2 separate regions of the Rattus norvegicus genome follow, and region 1 is linked to region 2. A link is a contact called in public Hi-C data. All regions are on one chromosome and are shown on one strand. Each heading gives the region's core, a stretch centred on a gene start, on an enhancer-like site or on the middle of the called end of the contact. The rest is flanking DNA. Distances are from core to core; before and after follow the strand shown. Region 1 has its middle 400 kb from the start of Efnb2. Region 2 holds the start of Efnb2 (ephrin B2).

Region 1 (6,331 bases), core at 1,614-4,113, 400 kb after region 2:
AAGGAGTCCCTGAGTTCTAGGACATCCTTGGATATAGTATAAGTTCTAGGTAAACCTAGAGTACAGAATAAGACCTGATTTCAATAAACCAACTCCTTCCAGAAGAAACCAACTTCCCTCAGGACAGGGATGTATGGTATAGATAGGATCATATGTTATTTGATAATATGCAAGTATGAAATCTCAAAAAAAAGGAAAAAATGTAAAAATAACAAAATTACAATTAGCATTTAAAAAAGAAACAAATAGAAAGGCTTACACTTGGTTTAATTCTCTGTTGTTAATATTATATATATATGTATATATATATATATATATATACATACACAGGATGTACTTTGCTTTTGTTTTCTCATAGGCCTTTAAATTATAGACTCTGGTCTAGAGATGCTAGAGATGACCAGAATCATCAGGTGATATCTTGAAGATACCTCCCAGTTATCGACCTGTCAAAAGAGAATGACTTTGACCGTGGGTTCCTCTTTGTGGTCTGTGTAATCTCTGCCCTTTCAGCTCAACAAAGAAGGCCTGGGAAATTCTGTTCTCATAATTGCGTTAGCAATTTCACACAGAAGGCATCTTTCTTAACCTTGTCTTTAAAACAATTAAGTAAGAAGTTAAAAAGCCTTCAAAGGGTTTTTATTAACATCATAAATGAAATTATGTTAATTAATATTTTTAAAAAGTCCTTTATGAAGACATTGCCTGCAAGACTATGTTTGTAGTGATTGGACATATTGGGTAATGAAGGAAACCCATCACCACACTTGGGACCCAACCTGGATCACGGCTTCCTCTTGGGGAAAATTGAATCTCAGTTGTGGTAGCTTATCCAATCAAGGTCATACCAATGTTGTTAAAGGGAGGAAATTAAATGCACTAACAGGAAAGTCTTGAAGTAAAACTCAAGAGTACATTAGGTTGTGACAGAAACTAATACTAAGGAAATTCACAATTTAAACTGACCTCCCATTTGCAGACTCAAAAAACAAAAAGGGAAGTGGCTGAGAAGACACCCTGGTGAGTGCAGGTATTGGAAGTCAGCCTAGGCTATACATTTCCCTGTTTTCCTTAGCTTGGGTTACATCCCAGCTTTTTTTTTTCTTTCTTTCTTTCTTTTGAATGCCCTTTTAGTTAAATGAGCTTCTTTGCCTTTCTTCCAGGCTTCATGCTTCTGTAATCAGTAATCACACATTCTATTCCTATTTTATATAATTTCACAGTGAAAGACAAACTTTTCCATTATCTCCTAATCGCCTATCTTGTCCTGTATCACAATACTTGCTTTGTGTTGCAAAGCATTAGTGAAACTGGTTGAGCTGGTTTCCTTGTGGCTAAAACTGAGGTAGCTTACAAATGGAATTTCAGAGATTTATTTTCACATGTGAGAAAGTTTGTTACATAACCCAGTAGTACAGTAAATACAGGGCCAGCTAGGAACAGCAAACATTTAAAAAGTCTCTTTCTTTCTTTTCCTTTCTTTCTTTCTTTCTCTTTCTTTCTTTCTTTCTTTCTTTCTTTCTTTCTTTCTTTCTTTCTTTCTTTCTCCTTTCTTTCTTTTTTCTTTCTTTTTTCTTTCTTTTTTCTTTCTCTTTCCTTCCTTCCTTCCTTTTTTCTTTCTCTCTTTTTTAGTATCCAAGAGCATGAAATTGTGAAAACAGAAGTTCAGCCAGTGAGATTACTCAGCAGGTAAAAGCACAAGCCTGGGAACTGAACACAGTCTGTGGAAGGAGTGAAGATTCTCCAGGATCTCTCTTTCTTTCTCTCTCTCTCTCTCTCTCTCTCTCTCTCTCTCTCTCTCTCTCTGTTTCTCTCTCTCACACACACACACATATACACACACATACACACAAATACACATATACAAATTTATGTCCACACGTGTTTGTATGCATGCACACACACTCGCAAGCATATACGTAGCTCCTTTGAAATTTAGTGTATTAAATTTCTAAATGCGGAAAGAAGTTAGTTTGTTTTTTTAATGGTCCCAATTAGAATGACATTTCATTTCACCGTGCCTCCTTTTACGTCAGAAACTGAGGAAATGCATCTTATCCCATGAAGCTCTAGTGCTTTGAAGTGACAGTTTTTTGATGAAAATGGAATAGATAAAATGTAGACATTTAAGGCAAGATTCCTTGCTTCCTTTTACCCTAAAATAACATTTGGTCAGCACCATGAAATGCTGTAGATCCCTGCACACGTTCCATCAACAGCACAAATGCTGTACACCTTTGCGTATATCAGCTCAATCCCATGAACGCTGTATGCCTCTGCACACGAGCCTTTCTCAGAAACTAGCCCTTCTGGAACATTTGCTTTTCATGTGCTTAAAAACTTAGTTTCTATGCCAAGAATGAAATTCTAGCTCCCAGACATTTGCATATGTAAACACTTTCAAATTTATTTTCCATGCATAGGGGCCACATTCCACCTCTGCTATTCATACGTGCCTTTGTGATTAGTCTTCGAACGTCTCGTTGGTCAGATCTGCAAAACATACAAGTGGAAGTGAAAAGTGTTTGGAGATAAAACAAAATAACAATGTGGATAGTTTTACATCATTAGCCCATGCAATTATGTCTAGCTCTTAAAACAAATTCTTAAAGAAAAAAAATAAAGGAATAAAGGAATTCGTAAATTAAATCTGACCTGCTTTTGGATTTACACACTCAGTTAATCAAGGTGTACTAATATGGCAACAGAGGAGGTGGTGATTGAACTAGAAGATAAAAGACACCCTGGCCTGGTGAGACACAGTGGTTTTCCTTGGTCTCCAGCTGAGAGAAGCCCAGCTAGGTTGGTTCATGTGAGGCTACAGACAGCAAAGGGACTACAGGAAAACAGTGTGAATGTAGATCAGGTTACATCTAACTCACTCTAAGAACCGAGAGGCTAAATGTTCTAACAAGAGTTCAGTAGGATCATACTACCATTTCACATCCCTTCAGAGCTATGTATTTTCCTGAACAGATAACTTACAGAATACTCATTTGGATAGTTATTGGATAAACAAATCACTAGTTATGTGATAACCGGGTTGGAGGGAATCCAAGATGGGGGCACCAAGAGACTCACTGTCTCAGGAAGGCACCACTAGTCTTCATAGATGGTGCCTTCGTGTTGGTCCAGAGTACTGAAGAGGAAAGGGGCTTCTCAGGGCATTAGGGCACTGTTTTGTTTGCTTGTTTGTTTTGTTTTGTTATTTTGTTGTTTGTTTTATGAGCCTCTATTTCTATGGCATAATCACGTTCGAAACATTCTGCTTTTATATTTATTTTTGGACATGTCACGTATAGGTACTGTGTTGACATTTCCCCCTTCCTATTTTTCTCCAACACCTCCTGCATCTTCCTTACCCTTGGAATTCATTGTCTCTTTTTCTTTATATCTTTATTACTATTTTACACACACACACACACACACACAGAGGCATGACACAGAGGCACGGGCACTCCCATTTACTTGTATGTACATGTGTTTAGGGTTGACCTGACCATTTTGTATTTGATAACCAGTTAGGACAGAAGACTGACTCTTTCTTTCTTGGCAGCCATAATTGTCTCTAGCAGTTCATCTAGGGGCGGGGCCTTTTGAGATCTCCCCTAGCCACATGATGTCAACTGAGATCATCTCTATTCAGGTCTTATTGACGTGAACATTTTGTTGAGACCTCATGGATGTAGCTTCCCTGTCACACACAGAGGATGCAGTCTCTCAGCATATGTCCTGGTCCTTTGGCTCTTAGAACTTTTCCACTCTCAATTTCATGATGTACTCAGAGACTCTGTTTCTTAAATGAGACCTTAAAAATTTTATTTAATGTGTGTGTGTGTGGGGGGGGGTCATGCACAGGCCACCGTATTTGTGTGGAGGTAGAGGATGACTTCAGGGAGTCAGTTTCTTCCTTTTAGTGTGGGGATCAAGAGTTGAGCTCAGGTGGTGAGGCAGCTGAGGCAGCTGAGGCAGCAAGTGTTTTATTCTCTGAGTCATGGCTCTAGAGGCTTGACTTACTCTCTTTTTGAAAAGATTTATTTTTACTTGTGTGTATGTATGATGTTTGGCGTGTATTTGTGCCTATGGAGGTCAAAAGAGGGCATCGGATTCTTTGGACCTGGAGTTACAGATGGCTGCGAACCACCAGGTATGGGTGTTGGGACTGAATGAACCTGAATCTTCTAGAACTGAGACAGTTCTTCAACCTCAGGGAGCTCTTTTTTAATACTACCACCTTGTGGGGCAGGATTTTAGTATATGGATATTAGTATTACAGAAACATGGAGACCATACAAATCTATGTGCCATACTCATCTACTTTTCACTCTATTTTACCCCAGTGTATAAGGAGCATGATGGGATAACTAGCCTTTTTCTGCATACGGTAGCGTCTGGTGCTAGAATTTGCTGTCACTCCTAACCTAGTACTTGGGACCAGATAATCTATTGACTGATGACAGAGAAGATTACAGTGGTACTAATGGCATGGTGGTGGCTGCAACAAGCAGATTGCTGTGTAGAAGATAAAGCCGTAATTGTTATTGGAGAGCAATGATGTATTAGACAGAGAAAATGAATTGCAGGCAAGAAAAACTGCTAAGACATTCCTAATGCTCAGAGTGGTGTCTGGAAGAGACGCAATACATTTCAAGGAAACTGAAATTGTTATGCGACATGGGCAGAGAAAGTAAATTGGCATGCTTGGTTTTTTAATACAGGCCCTGAAAATCAATCAGCACCCATTGACACCTGTCAACCCTTTCAAGTTTTCTCATCCTTGGAGTCGGCTCTCTTGCAGGCGTAGTGAGCATTTATTGATTTGGTGTCTTTGAAAATGGAAGCTTAGATTGGTGTGTTTGGGATCAGGGTTGAAAGGCATACGCAATGGTGTGCCTTTTACCATACAAAAGCTCTATATCTCAGGAGGTGCATTTGGCCTCCTCTGGGAGAGACAGACCATGCTGGGTACCTCTTTATTCAACACTGGATTGGTATTATAATGCTATTAGCTGGAACCTGTTCAGTTCCGTAATGCCCAAGACAGTGTTCCAAGAGAATGCTATAGTCTCAGGAGTTAAGCCTTTGCTTGGTAGTTTTGAATGTATGTGTCCCCCTCCTCAAAAGTCATTGCTGAAACTGAATCCTATGTCACCTATTACCTATCACTGATGCTGATAGGTAAGTCCTTTGGAAGCCATACAGGGAAGGAGCTTGTCCCTTTAAAGCCACAGAAAGACCCAGTCTTCATCTCCTCTGGAAGATACATCAATAGAGCCACTAGCTGGAGACAGACAGCTAACCTTTACCATGTGTCCAATCTCTTCTAGCTCTGACCTTTGGTTTTCCAGTCTAGACTACGGGGAACCAATTCCTCTTACTTATGAGTTACTGAACCTATTTTTTTTTTTATGGCAGCAAGAATAGACTAAACTATTGAATAGTAACTGTCACATCCCTCATTCTTACTGAGGTGTGATGGGGTCTTGGGGATTGAAGGGAGAGCTCTTACTAACATCCCTCCCACTGTTACACAGCTGTTCACAGTTGGTAGAATCACTCATACTTTATAAAATAAGAACACAATTTCCAGCAAGACCCATCAGTTCACCTAAGCCTGTGCCACATGGTATTCACATCCAGACAAGCCTCTGAGGCTGGTTCCCATTGCTAAGAAGGAGGCACATTTTATGGCATTGACACAAGGCTGGGCAGTTATAGACACTCGTTTCTGGATGTTTCTTTATGTTCCTATGAGCTTCAGTGAGCTACTTAGGAGTGTCAGCTGGGTTCAGCCACTCAGCAGCCAGCTGAGAGACCAGGGATCCTTGATTCCTCCAACGACCATTATTCACAGGCTCACTTAGAGACCCTGCTAGGTTCACTTATATCTAGAGAATGTGGTGGCAAACTAAGGGTAGACCAATTTGTTATCAGGGAATTGTTGAGACAAAAGGGCATCGCAGGCTCAAAGCAGCAAGTTCTGAGCAAAGGGTTTCTGCTGTTTATCTGCTGTTCTGTCCATTTGTCAAGCGCTTTGTCCACAGCCTGTGATTTCTGAAGATAGCCCGGGAACCGCTGTAAAATGCTTGGAAGCCGGAGATAAAAGGGTGGTGTGGGAACTGATAGGGCAGGTGCTGCCTGTAAGTTATTAACACTTCTATTCCTGGGGCTGATGTCCTTCCCTGATGTTTTAGGGACATCACTCTTGTCCTATTAGCTCCTGAATGGTGTTTACTATAGATTGATATACTAGTTATTAAGTTTTTACTGGCACATAAAAATTCCCGTTTACTCAAGAGAGAAACAGTATATAAATCAGAAGTGAATAAAA
Region 2 (6,685 bases), core at 1,273-3,772:
ACAGTTGACCAGAATGTTGTGTGCAGTCACTGGCCCCTTGTGCCCACAGGTATCTGCTTACTACAGGTATATCTGAAATTAGCTCCATGTCCCCTTGTAAAGTCACACAGTAGGAATATTATGTGTGTGTTTTTTAAAAAGTGCATTTACACTGACCCCAAAGTAAAAATGCTTTGGGTGTTAGAATATCTGGCTTACTGAAAATGGTATTTTTAGAAGCTGGGTTATTTTCAGACCTTACAAAATTCCTCCTTTAGTTTACCAGAGAGAGGATGTATGGGGAGCTAAGAGGTCACAACTTAAATTTCATAACACATACTGAGTCAGACCATGACTTAAAAACCCTTTAATTTCACACTAGATTTCTATGAATTTCTTAAGTGAGATCTTAAAAAAAAAAAAAAGTGCCCTTTTATTCTTCTTCCCCCAGTAAAGGTCAAATAGCAGTGCCTGTCAGTTTTTCAGTCAGGAAGTTCAAAAAACATTCCTGGTGTGCGTGTAGCCCTTCCTTAGCCTAGCGTGAATCCCATCTCAATACCCCACCCCCAATCGTATTGCAGGCATACTTAAAAATAGTAATTACAGAAAAGCTTTTCTCAAAGCTGTATTTTGGTGAGTGTGCTCAATACTTTGGATGTTTTAGTGTTTTGGTTTAAGACGAGTTTTTCCAAATCAACTCTTAGCACACACTAACTTACAGTTTTTGAAAGCCAACACTTTTAGAGCTCGAAATTTGCTTTAAAGAAGGGGGGGGGTCATAGTAACTAAATCCGGTGTTCATACAGCCACGTGGGAGTTGTGTTTAAAGATACTGGTGTGGAAACTGCTTAGTTCCATATGAAGAAACTCTGGTATTGATGGATAGCATTTTAAGAACAGACGTGGTTAATTTTTGTTGGGCCATGGGCTATACATGAGACTGTGCCTTCCACCTACTGTGCTCTCCTTGCTACCGGGCCTCTTAAGTGTTTTTCAACTTGGGAGTATTTGGATCCTTAAGATCTGTTTCGGTAGCTGGTAGGCTTGTTCTGAAGTACAGAGGGTAAAAGTGGGCGCTAGTGGGCGCTGTGGATCCGTAGAAGTCACAGCCGTGGTGCAGTTCTCAAAATCGGTCTTGGGCAAGCAACCGAGAACCACAACTGCCACTTCTCTGACTGATAGTCGTCCGGGTCAGCCCTAACTTCCCGGCCACTGTGGGGTCGCGGGGTCTCTCGGGAGCTAGTGAAGAAAAATCCACTCAGACTTTGGCAGTGGAGCTTTGGAGGCGCTGTTCTTGCGGAGAGAGGACCGGAAAGGGAGCGGGCGCACGGAGATAGGCCCGGGGCGCACGGAGTTGGAGCGCGGGGTCGGGATGGGCGGCAGACGGGCTCTCACTGCCTGTGGGCAGCTAAGGCTCGCAGCCTCGCGGGAGTCTTTTTTGACTTGCGTCAGGCCGGGCTGGATCACTTGGTGCCAGAATCAAGCTAGAAGACCCTCAACTGGAGGCGCAAAGGAATCCGCGAAGGACTAGGGCGCCGTACGCGCGGGGGGCGGCGGGGAGCGAGCGCCGCACGGCGGAACGCTGCGTTCGCCAGGTCTCGCTCTGTCTTAACGAGGGCACTCGCCAGCCCAGGCACTTGCAGGTCGAGGCCACCCTGCCGTCGCGAGTGGCTAAGAGGCGGCCAACCCTGTGCCCTGCGCCTCACGGGGCCACTAGTGCGAGGTCCCCGGCGCCCTACGTGGCTGGTCCCGGGGGCGGGGCTCACCTGTCAGGGGCGCCGTACCTCTGGGCGCCCAGTGTCGGATAGGGGCGGCAGACGGACGGGAGTGCTGTCCAATCAGCGCGTGCTCGCGGCGCGGCGAGCCAATGGACTGCATGCGACTGGGCGGGGCCCCGCGTTTATAGTGCTCTGACAGCGCGCTGGGCGCGCTGACTCTCCGCGGCGGGGACTGAGGCACCGGTCGGATCGCGGAGCTGCGCGCTGAGCGGGTCCTGGCGCCCTCCCCGCACACAAAGGCCCGCGCGCGTCAGACGCCTGCGGGGGTCCCAGTGCTCTCCTGACTGCTTAGCGGCGGCGAGTTGCGAGGATTCAGGAGGCGCCCTTTCTCTCTGCGCTCCAGGACATGGAACCGCGCCGACGAGGCGCTCGCTTGCCCGGGCCGCTGCCCGCTGTCCTGGATCTATAGTCAGGCGGCCCCTCTCGGGGAGCAGCACCCGCCACCTCACACCGACTGGTCTCTCCGCTGCGGGCCTTTGTCCCGGCCCAGTGCCCTCGCCGCGCCCGCCCTCCGCGGCTGGCCCGGCACCCTGGAGCCGCACGGGAGCCGGCTGTCCCAGCTGCGTCCGGCGCGGCGCCCCGGAGCCCCGAGTCCGCCGAGCCGCCGCGCCCCGCGCGTTCGACCCCACCCCGCGCGCTGAGGGCAGCGCAGGGTGAGCGCACCTGGCCTCGGCGACCGCGGGAGCGGCGCGTCCGCCGGGGAGGATTGGTGGTCGCGACCGGCGGCCGGTCCCATCGCGCCCCGGAGTACGCAGAACTGGGAGCGGTTTGGCCATGGCCATGGCCCGGTCCAGGAGGGACTCTGTGTGGAAGTACTGTTGGGGACTTTTGATGGTTTTGTGCAGAACTGCGATCTCCAGATCGATAGTTTTAGAGCCTATCTACTGGAATTCCTCGAACTCCAAGTAAGTGGCGTCCATGATCCTTCCCTCTTCCGCGGTGCCCTCGGCCGGCGCCCCGTGGGTACGCCGTATGGTCGGGGCGGGAGGAGGCCCTGGAGCCTGTTTCTAGAACCTGGGGCTCCTGTCCCCCACCCCCCACCCTTCCACATTTCTCTAGGTGAGGACCGGCTGAGCTAGAGAGCGCGGGTTCCAAGGGTACTCTTTTTGGGGCTCCAACCTCAAGTGCTCTAGGGGTTCCAAAGCCCTGGCGACTCGGTGGCATGTCCGGAAAGGTGTCTGATGGCGTTACCCGGCCCTCCCTTCTTTTTCGAGGACGGAGAACGTTGCCACTAACCGGGCTACAGACACACACTGGCGGGCTACAGGGACTGGAGAGATGCTGCGCTTGCGAGGAGCGCGGGAGCCACGGGTCGGGGCCCAGCGAGAAGGCGACAAGAACTGAGGGTCTGGGGTAGTGGAGAGTCCCTTTGAAGTAGGGACGCTGGGCCCGGGGCGTCCCTGAGCCCGGGTGCCTCGGCGCCCTTTCCCTAGCCCAAATGTGTGCGGGGAGCTCGATGGCTCGGCCGTAAACTCCGGCGGCGAGCCCTCTGCATGTCGGCCTCTCTTTTCGCGTCCCAACTGGTGGTCTAGCTCCCGTGCGGCGCGGTCCGCTTGGGTGGCTTAATTTTAACGACGCCTTCAGGGCCCTACCCAGTCAACGCTGCAGCCTTTGCACTTGGGGGATCGGGAGTCCCTTGTTCATACTTGCTTTTAGCAAAGCTCACAGTCGGGAGAAAACCAGGCCTGAGTAACTTTCAGGTCTGGGCTCCCAGGGTGCGCTCCGCGTTTCGAAAATGCTAGCCATCCCTTGGTATATGCAGCCATGGCCCCAGTAACCGCGCCTGGGTGCTGCCTCTTATCTCATTTTCCAACCATCGCCAGAAAGTGCTGTGCGGAATTCTGGACTCAGCCCTAGGAGAGCGTGGAGACCCGGCTGTCTCCTAGCCGGACTCAGACCTTTCAGATTAGAAGCAAAATCAATGGCCTAATTGAAGTTGAGCGTGTGGTGCACGGCTTCAGAGTAGAGGTGAACGAATTGTTTTTTTCTTTTTCTTTTTCTTTTTTTTTTTTTAATTACCCCATAAGCAAAGAATTGTACCTACTCTCTTGAAAGTGGTAAATTTTAAATTCACCAACATAACTGACCAAACATGTTTCCCCAAGAAGGAGCAAAAAATAATCTACAGTTGTAAATGACCCAAAACGTTTTTTTGCGTGCTGCCAGGAGGCCCTTGTTTTAAAGTTACTGAGGCCCCCTCTAGTGTAGTCTTCATCTGTTAAATAATTTTGTTTTGTTTTGTTTTGTTTTTTAAAGCGAGGTGTTTGCATTTGCTCTCCTGGCGTGGTATCTTTGCAGCCACACGGGATCTACAGGCACCTGGTGGTGCCAGAAGGCGCCTGGCTGGGATCTGAGCGCTGCAGCCTTCTTCACTCAGACTGGGGCCCTGGTGGTGGCTGCTGCTGACGCTCGCCGTGCCTACAGAGGTCACCCTTCCCTGCCGAATGTTAGCTGTGGGCGCGCCCATCCCCCCCCCCTCCCTTCCCCGGGCTGCCTGTTTTCTCCACTTTGCACTTTCACTCACAGCCTCTTTTGGAGAGGCTGAGTCTTTCCCCCCCCCCTCCGGTTCGGATTTAATATTTATATTTAAATCTAGTTTAAAGAAGTTCCACTGAAGCCCTTCCGAGCAACATAACCGTCTTTTGCGCTCCTAGTGACCACTATACTTGGGTGTGCCGCCGGAAGGATTAGAAATAACGAGTTGTTTAAACCCCACCACCGAGCACACCTAGCACCTGGAGAATAATGTCTTCGATTTGAAACGTGTTAAGGGAGGGAGTGGTGACTTAATTTACATTTACTATTTGATCTTCAACAGTATAGTTTTCCGAGCTGTGGCCACAGATGTATAGAGAGCTGCTAGGGCCCTGGGTATTGGAGGGGCAGGACCGTGCAATTGGTGTGATTACTCCCTGGCCTCCACAATAAAGTGTCTTGGAATTTTCCTGAGGATGGCTGGAAGTCTTTGGAAAGCCTGTGTGGCTGAATGCTGTCTGTGAGATCAGAAAGACGTCTTCCTAGGAAGAGTAATACAAAAGGGCCTTTTAGTATTTAGTGCCTGGCATGGCCTCCCTAGTTCACTTTTCCAGAGGAAAGTTTCTGTAGATAAAATGCGGCGGGTAGGTGGGTAATCGGATGCTTGAAAGCTTCACTTCACTTTTCCTGAACTGTGGGACAAGTGGCTTGTCATGAAGCAGGCATTGGTAATTAGATTTGTTTCATTCTGGGGTCAGCCTTTTTAGCAGGTGGTGGACACAGGGAGCACGCAGCAGCTGTGTGCATGTAGAGCCCAGGAAAATCCTTTGTAAACTGGAGTCTCCATAACTACTTTAATCACATTGCCTGCCATCCCGTCCTGGAGAGTTTATGTAATAATCAGAAGTTCTGTGTACTCAAAGATTATGCGGCTGCCCTGTCAGATTAGTCACATTGTATCTGAAGATGCTGGTGCCGCTTAGGTCAGTTTTCAACTGTTTTTAAGTTCTGGAAAGAGGAGCAACGCCTGGTAACCATTTCTAATTAACATTTCGGTAGAATACCCTCTCCAGAGTGGTGCCTGCCTGTTGTTGTTTTGGTGAGTAATAGTTTCACTTAGGATTAGCAACTCTACACTGACATAGTATTCTGAAATAAGTTACACCCTGGAAGACTTCCTTCCAGTATAAATTTATGTCTGGGGTTTTTATTCTATAGGCATTACATACGAGTTAATTTACAAAGCACCCTGCTTTTCCCTTGTAATGTTTTTCCACACATAATACTGAATTCCTGAAATTGACTGAGTTGATACAAAAGAATGGCTGGATAGTATCCAGATAACCTAAAACACAGGCCTCTCCCTAGTCAGGCTCTGAATAAATACGGGCCTGTCAGGTTGATAAACTAAACTACAATGGATAGCACTGTTTGAATAACCGGTCAATAACATATATATGCCAGCCTACCTTCCATTGTGTCTGAAATTTCTATTTTTGTAGATAAACAAATGCAGATTCAGCCTTGATTGAATAGCCCCTTGAACCGTGCTCCACAGTTTGCATTTGGGCCAGTCTTGCTGGTTTTAATAGAGAGGGGGGTTGGGGGAGAAGCAAACCACAAGGCACCGGGGTTGGAATGGCTACCGCTCACATGCACAGTCCTCACGCTTTGTCAGGATGATAGACTGTAGGTTGTGCGTTGCCCTTGTTCCACAGCAGAGGCAGGCAGAACACAAAGACAAACGTGGGTGCCTTTTCTGATGAGAATCTGAGAGCCATGCGTCCCGGGACTGAACTTCTTAACCTCCCGCAATTACAGCTTCCAGCCCCAAAAGGAGGGTTGAGGCTAAGATGATTTGCTGGGCCCTTGGTTCTAAATGGTTGACAAAGCCTAGCTCTTGACACTTGTCCTACTAATGCAAAGAAATGCAAATGACCCCAGTGGTTCTGACTCTGCAGCTAGAGCCTGAAGACAGGTGAATTAACCATCCCCAGGGACCACCTAAAAAGACCTTGTGTTGGAATGGGTTCCAGTCTGCTGGAGAACTGGCGGGCTTATTAGCTTTTCCCAGAACCTCTTCCCACTTACTAAGACGAATCCTGTTGGCAGGTCCACAGGATAACCTCCTTCAGACCTGCAGTGTGGGCACCGGAGTAACTAAATCCTTGTTATCTAATCTTCGACTGAAATATTTTGGGTCGCTCCGGGGAGCTTAGTCTGTTGAAGCCGCATTTCAGAAGGCATTCACGGAATGGGAGACTATTCCAGATCCAAGCATGACTGAAGGACATCGTCATAGAAGTGGGAGTGGCGGGGAACAGCAGACCCCCCTGGGGAAAAGAATTGCTTTAAGGAATGATATTTCTTTGACATTCTAATGAAAACTTTATTCTTAAGATATATAATTACAGATTGGACATTTAAGAAGCCCCCATCTCCAAAAGAGATGA

The links. A called contact is a pair of places that touch in the nucleus more often than the background predicts.
Region 1: a contact with region 2 is called in a Hi-C map of the A7r5 cell line, with 6 times the contacts expected there. The contact joins the enhancer-like site here to the promoter of Efnb2 in region 2. A contact is called at or near these places in 3 of 12 Hi-C or Micro-C datasets (the A7r5 cell line, the Rat2 cell line and mammary epithelial cells).

What each region holds. Positions count from the first base shown.
Region 1 is chr16:87,878,453-87,884,783 of GRCr8, forward strand. No RefSeq gene overlaps it. Among named protein-coding and RNA genes, the nearest start is that of Efnb2, 400 kb to the left of the region's middle. Within about 2 kb of position 2,864, at least 3 of the 93 cell types and tissues checked have an H3K27ac peak or open chromatin away from gene starts, as enhancers often do. A contact at or near this core is called in the A7r5 cell line, where this site is marked.
Region 2 is chr16:87,482,693-87,489,377 of GRCr8, forward strand. It overlaps Efnb2 (ephrin B2), which reads left to right and starts at 2,523. Exons shown (of 5, transcript NM_001107328.2): 1 at 2,523-2,662. The coding sequence starts at 2,532.